2 separate regions of the Sus scrofa genome follow, and region 1 is linked to region 2. Evidence: chromatin contacts called from public targeted proximity ligation data. All regions are on one chromosome and are shown on one strand. The core of a region is the stretch at or near the end of the contact, and the rest is flanking DNA. Distances in the headings are between cores, read along the strand shown. Region 1 overlaps PBX1 (pre-B-cell leukemia transcription factor 1). Region 2 overlaps PBX1 (pre-B-cell leukemia transcription factor 1).

Region 1 (2,886 bases), core at 129-2,628, 150 kb after region 2:
AGGTTCTTAATCCACTGGCCCACAACTGAACTCCAAGATTATTTTTAAAGATATAAAAATGTTGTCATGTTTGCCTGGAGACAATTATTAGGATTAGCTAGAATTACATAAACAAAATACAGCCTCTAAACTGAAGACCTGCTTCTTAGGTATTTACATACAAATGAGTGTTTTTGAAGGCCTTGAATCCAAAGGTTTTTCTAAGGTAGTCTACATTTTTCTATACAAGTCTGCCTAGATCTTTACAATATGTATTTAATGGGTCTGCCTTATCTATGAAACTAAAGTAAACTTCCTCCATGTCTCTGCAACAGTTATCACAAAGTCAACATCAATAAAATCAGACATCTGGCCAAGGACAAGGAATAAAGAGTTGTCCTCATCTGAGTACCAGAGGTTGATGCAGAGAAGGCACTTCTTCTCTGAGAAAGTCAGCTGTCCCGCCTCCACTTCTCCAGGTAGTGCTCACAGAGTACATGCCCCTCCCCCCACCCCGCCCACTCCCCACACCCCATCTTTCCGTCCATCAACAAAGCACACATGCTTAGGCGCTTAGGTGGGATGGAGCCTCAGAGAGAAGTGGAACTTGTAACAGACAAAGCAGTGATGGGGAAAACAAAACCCGCTAACCTCAGAGGATTGTGGGATCACTTGGAGCGCTCAATGGGATGTTTACAAAGTGCCCTCTAAACTATAAAATCACACAAACAAAACTTACTATAATCACCCTGGAGTAGGAGGGGGAGGATGCCGACAAAATACTGCAAAACGCCACAGTTCGGTGGAGCTCTCCCTGAGACATGCTGGGTACCCACACTATTATTTCTCTAGCATCTAGAAAACTTCCTGGCCCAATCTCTGTATCTGAAGCAGGATTTTTTTAAACCCAACAAAATTAGAAGATCCATGGATGGTCTTTCAGAGGTTCCTTAGCTTCCTGAAATTACACAGGGAAACAAAAATGTGTGTATCTAAGTTCCTTTTCTGGGGAGAGGGCCATAGCTTTCATGAGAATATAATGAGACACATGACCCAAAAGGTGTCCCACTCTGGCTGTAAAGGGGAGTGTCTAAGGCTGTGTACCGGAGGATTAAGATCAGGTGGGAGCTACTATTTCAAGAGTTTCCAAAAGCATCCACTGCCCTGTCCAAACCAGCTGGTCCTTCAGGTCAATTTCATCCCCTTGAGGACTCCCCCCACCCACCCTCAGCCCCTTAACTGAATAATCTAGTAAGCCGCTGCTTGAAAGATATTGTAAATAGCTCCAACGGAGTGTAGTTTGGGGCAGCTTCCAATTAGCCTTCACTTAACGGTCTTTTTTTTTCCTGCCAAGTTTGTGTGGTGAGGATCCAAGACCCCGCCCTCTGCTTGGCTCAGAGTTCAGGGGCAGGGAGGAGTCAAGTTTGTGATCAAGCTGGTAGATGTCAGCTTGAGCGTGTCCAGATGTCCCCACCTGAACGCTGCAGAGGGAAATTAAAAGGTGCTTTGAAAAGAGGTGTGCCTGGCAGTGCGGCAGTGAAGGGAGCTGGTTTCCTGTGAGTTTCCTTCTTTTGTTTCTCTCCCTTTAGCCTAACCCTAACATTTCCCTATGGCCACTTAATCATCCGTGATCATTTTACCCTTTTCTCTGCTTCCTGGATGATTATCTCCCCATTTCATTTGCATCCCAGTGGAGATACATCTAAGCTAAAAACAAAGCTGATGGCCAATTAAAAGGTAAGCGCCTTATGTGAAAGGCTGGAACATTTGTACTTCAATATTCATAATTAGGTAGCTCTTGAATGACTGAAGAACAATGCATGGCCAGATATGAGGCTAATCAAGCACCTATACTTTGCAATCCAAATCAACCCACGTCTATTTAACTGATTGCTGGGAATTACCTGCTTCCCTATTGCTGGCTGGGAGCCTCAGTACTTCATAAATATTAGAGATGGAAAAGACCACGGAGTTCCTAATGTGTTTATTTCAGTATAATGAATTCTTCAGGCAAGTGATAGGATTACTGAAGCAGAGCTTGGTAAAAACCCTACTGATTTTGGCAGCTCTACTATTCTTCAGGAAGAGCATCGAAATATTACTGAGGAATAGAGCACAGCCATCACTCACTTGGACGTAATTTTTTTAAGGAAGATAGAACTTACCTTTCACTTATTTTTCCAAATCATCAGAGCACCAAAATTGCCCCTGGAGTTGTACAAGGTTAAACAGAGAAAAAAGGGAGAACGTGAGCACTGGAGGAGCTGGTCATCTTGGACAAGATTCAAGTGAACGTCAGCATCCCCCAGAGGAGGTTAGGGGCTGGCGTTGATCATCTATCTCTTGAGTCCCTCCAACGTGGGGATTATTCTCCCAATAGAAAGCTAATTTAGAATCTGTTCTTAGACCTTTAAGGGATGCTTTCAAGGGTTTATAAATACTACTACTAATTTGGGGGTGGGAGGGAGGTGGTAACGGGGTTTTTCAGCCTTGCTCAGAGAGGTAAGATATTGACACTTAACAAACTGAGGCAATGGGAAGGCCAAAGAAATGCTAACACTCACCAAACAATTCTTTTTCTAGACAAGAATCAGGTATTAACATCTCTCCTCCTTGCAGATGCTCTGTCCACTGGGAGGCAGCACAGGCTGTTGGAAAGAGAAATGCACCAGAGCCCAGGGATCCGGGTTCTAGTCCCTGCTGTGCCACGGACCTGGGGCATGTGCTGTGGCCAGTAAACAGCATCTCAGATACAAAATTAGGGGAAAAAAAAAAAGAGAGAGAGAGAGAGAAAAGGAGACAAGAGATGCAGATGGACCTCAGAGGTAAAGCTATCACCTGCCGAAAGGGGATCCATACACACACAGAAGCTTGGGGAATGTGGAAATTGATCTTTTGAAATATAAC
Region 2 (2,729 bases), core at 98-2,597:
CTCGCCTTTGTTCTCCTACCAGAGGTCCAAGGAGAGAAAAGCGATGTTTAGCTTCTCAAAACTCACCTTCAATGCTAATCTTTTAATTTCTTGCATTAAGATGGCTTCTAATCCTTAGTATCACATTCAATCTGACATAGAAATGTGTAGGGCTCTCTGTTTACATTTTATTGATGGAAAAGCTAAAGACAGGATAATCAAGTGCCTTGGAGTAAGCGTTCAGATCTGAGACAGCCACCGTGACCTCGAGCCTTCCAGGTGAGCTAAACTATTTCGGAGGAGCTGTCCCACCACCTACAACTCACGTATCACAAAAGAATGTCGCAATAAACATCCCCATAAACAATCTGCATTATCCTAATATGTAGATCTCTCTCTCTCACACACTCCCCTCTATTTGTTTTCGAACAATAAACTGGATTCCGTTCCCCTGCTGAAAAGGAGGGGGAGTCATTTCTCAGTACACCCCGGCTTTTTCAAGCCCGGCAATGCCACTGCATCACAACCCACATACAGGTTGATGCCAGCTTTACGTGTTGAAACAAACCAGTCACTCTTTCTCCCGCTAAGCAGTTAAATTAGAGAGTATTCAATTAATAACAGCTGAATATTCTGTCACATTTAGGAAGATGTATGGTAAGACAAGCGAGTTGTGATGTATCTGACAGAAATGATAAAGGTTCTCCCGACACAGTCTGGCAGATACTTGGCTCCTACCGCGGCTCTTTCTCATGTTCTAAAACGTCAGCAGCACAGACCCGAGATCCAGCACGGGCTTCAAGAAAAGAAACACTCCAAAGTGAACAGGGATGCCTCTGCCAAGTTCTCCAAAGGTGCCCAGCCTCTGGTTTTCCCCATGAGCACCACAAATCCGTGATCCTGTCCACGAGCGGACGGGCAAGGAGGCAGCAGGATGTTGAGCACACGGGCATCTCAGGTGGGAGCCAAACCCCAACCCCTCCCCTGCCCCCCACAGCCTGGCCCACATACACATTTGGCCAAGCCCTACCTCCGATGGCCACGGGGACACACGTTTCTTATTTGCTATCTACCAAACCCAGGCAAGCAATGCCGAGCCCCTCGCTGCCATGCCAGACACAAATCTCTCTGCTCAGGGGCCTTTCAAGGCTCCTCTGGCCCCTCCAACGGTGAGACAACCACTCAAACTGCATTATTCCTGCTCCCAACACTGACAGCCTTTATCCACATTCCTTTAGGAAATGGCTCAGGCCCAAAGAGAAAGGGAAATAAAAGAGACCACGGTCAAATTGCTAACATACGGGCAGGAAGGGAACACTCCATGACACAGCTCTGTTCCACTTTGCCCCCAAGCCCAGCCCAGTGGTCCAGGGGAGGAGGAGCCGCCGCTCTCATTTCCAAGAACCAAAGAGCTCCTGATGTGGCACAATGGGATCAGCAGTGACTCTGGAGCGCTGGGACACAGGTTCCATCCCTGGCCCGGCACAATGGATCAGAGGTCCGGCATTGCAACTGTGGCTCGGATCTGATCCCTGGCCTGGAAATTCCATACGCCGTAAGGCGGCCAAAAAATGAAAAAATGAAAAAAAAAAAAAAAAAGATCCAATAACCAAAGGGGTCAACACCACATATGAGCTGTGTCCCTCACAAACAGGGCTTCTAGAACCCCACATCGTCAAATGTGGTCTTGCAGAATAATGCATTTTAATTCCTAAGAACTCTTTTAAGGTCATTTCGGAAACTTGAAGACCATTGCACCAATGTGAAACAAGGGGGTGTGATGTCCTAATTCAAAGCAGTGTGAGACAACTACCACCACCAAGTGCAAAGACAAAAGAACTAGCAGAATTCCCGTAACTGTGCTTTCATAGGGGAAAAGGAGTGAAGCAGTCGTTTGGGGCTTTTCTGACATAAAGATGAGGAGTTGCCGATTTCACTTGTGATAATTATGTTCAAAACTGAGTTGCGCCACCCTAAAAAAAAATCTTAGAACCACCTGTTTTTAAAATTGCAAAATAATTCAATGAAACGAAGTCACATCGATACAACTTTTATTTCTCAGTGTTTATAAGGACACAGGTTATTTTTTTCAGGTTATTTTTCTAGTCCACTTCCCATAGCTACCATAACAAAAACTGCAAAACACAAACTTACTCAAGTTTGCGATTAAGAAATCAAAGTCATCTCCAAAATCCTTTCCAGTTACACATTCTTTGGAAACTTTTATGTCAAGACAATATTTTACACATGCACCCACAATTTTTCCTTCCAAGGCAGTTTATAAAATTGAAACTAGTCCTAAGGATTCTGTCCCAAGTGCAGAAGAGACTTTTGTAAATGTGGAAGGGCGCCCACAAGGACCTCCCTACCGCCCCCACTGTGTCTCAGTGACAAAGGGAAAACGTTACATGATGGACCGACAGCACCTCGGCGGATTCACCGCGCTCCCATCCAGGTCCAAACTGCCCCTTCCATCCTTCGATGTTCCATAAAATTATTATTATGGCCAACTTCCCCATCTACTTTATGGGCAAAAGCCTTGGATTAATAAAGTCCTCATGGTGTTTGTGAACAGAAGATCACTTTATTCCCTTCATACACCCAACGACACGGTGGGGCAACAGGCCCCATCACTTAATTAGATTATATAACTGTCAGGAGTTGGTGAGGTTTTGAATTTATATTTCAATTAATATTTAATAGAGCTTAATTAACAATTCCCCCTCCTTCCCCATTCTGCATTCTCCCCT

What was found.
Region 1: a targeted proximity ligation map of skeletal muscle shows a contact between it and region 2. A contact is called at or near these places in 2 of 47 Hi-C or Micro-C datasets (embryonic fibroblasts and heart right ventricle) and 1 of 2 datasets of targeted methods (skeletal muscle).

What each region holds. Positions count from the first base shown.
Region 1 is chr4:86,111,528-86,114,413 of Sscrofa11.1, forward strand. The region is part of intron 2 of PBX1 (pre-B-cell leukemia transcription factor 1); the gene reads right to left. Among named protein-coding and RNA genes, the nearest start is that of PBX1, 57 kb to the right of the region's middle.
Region 2 is chr4:85,964,559-85,967,287 of Sscrofa11.1, forward strand. The region is part of intron 2 of PBX1 (pre-B-cell leukemia transcription factor 1); the gene reads right to left. Among named protein-coding and RNA genes, the nearest start is that of PBX1, 200 kb to the right of the region's middle.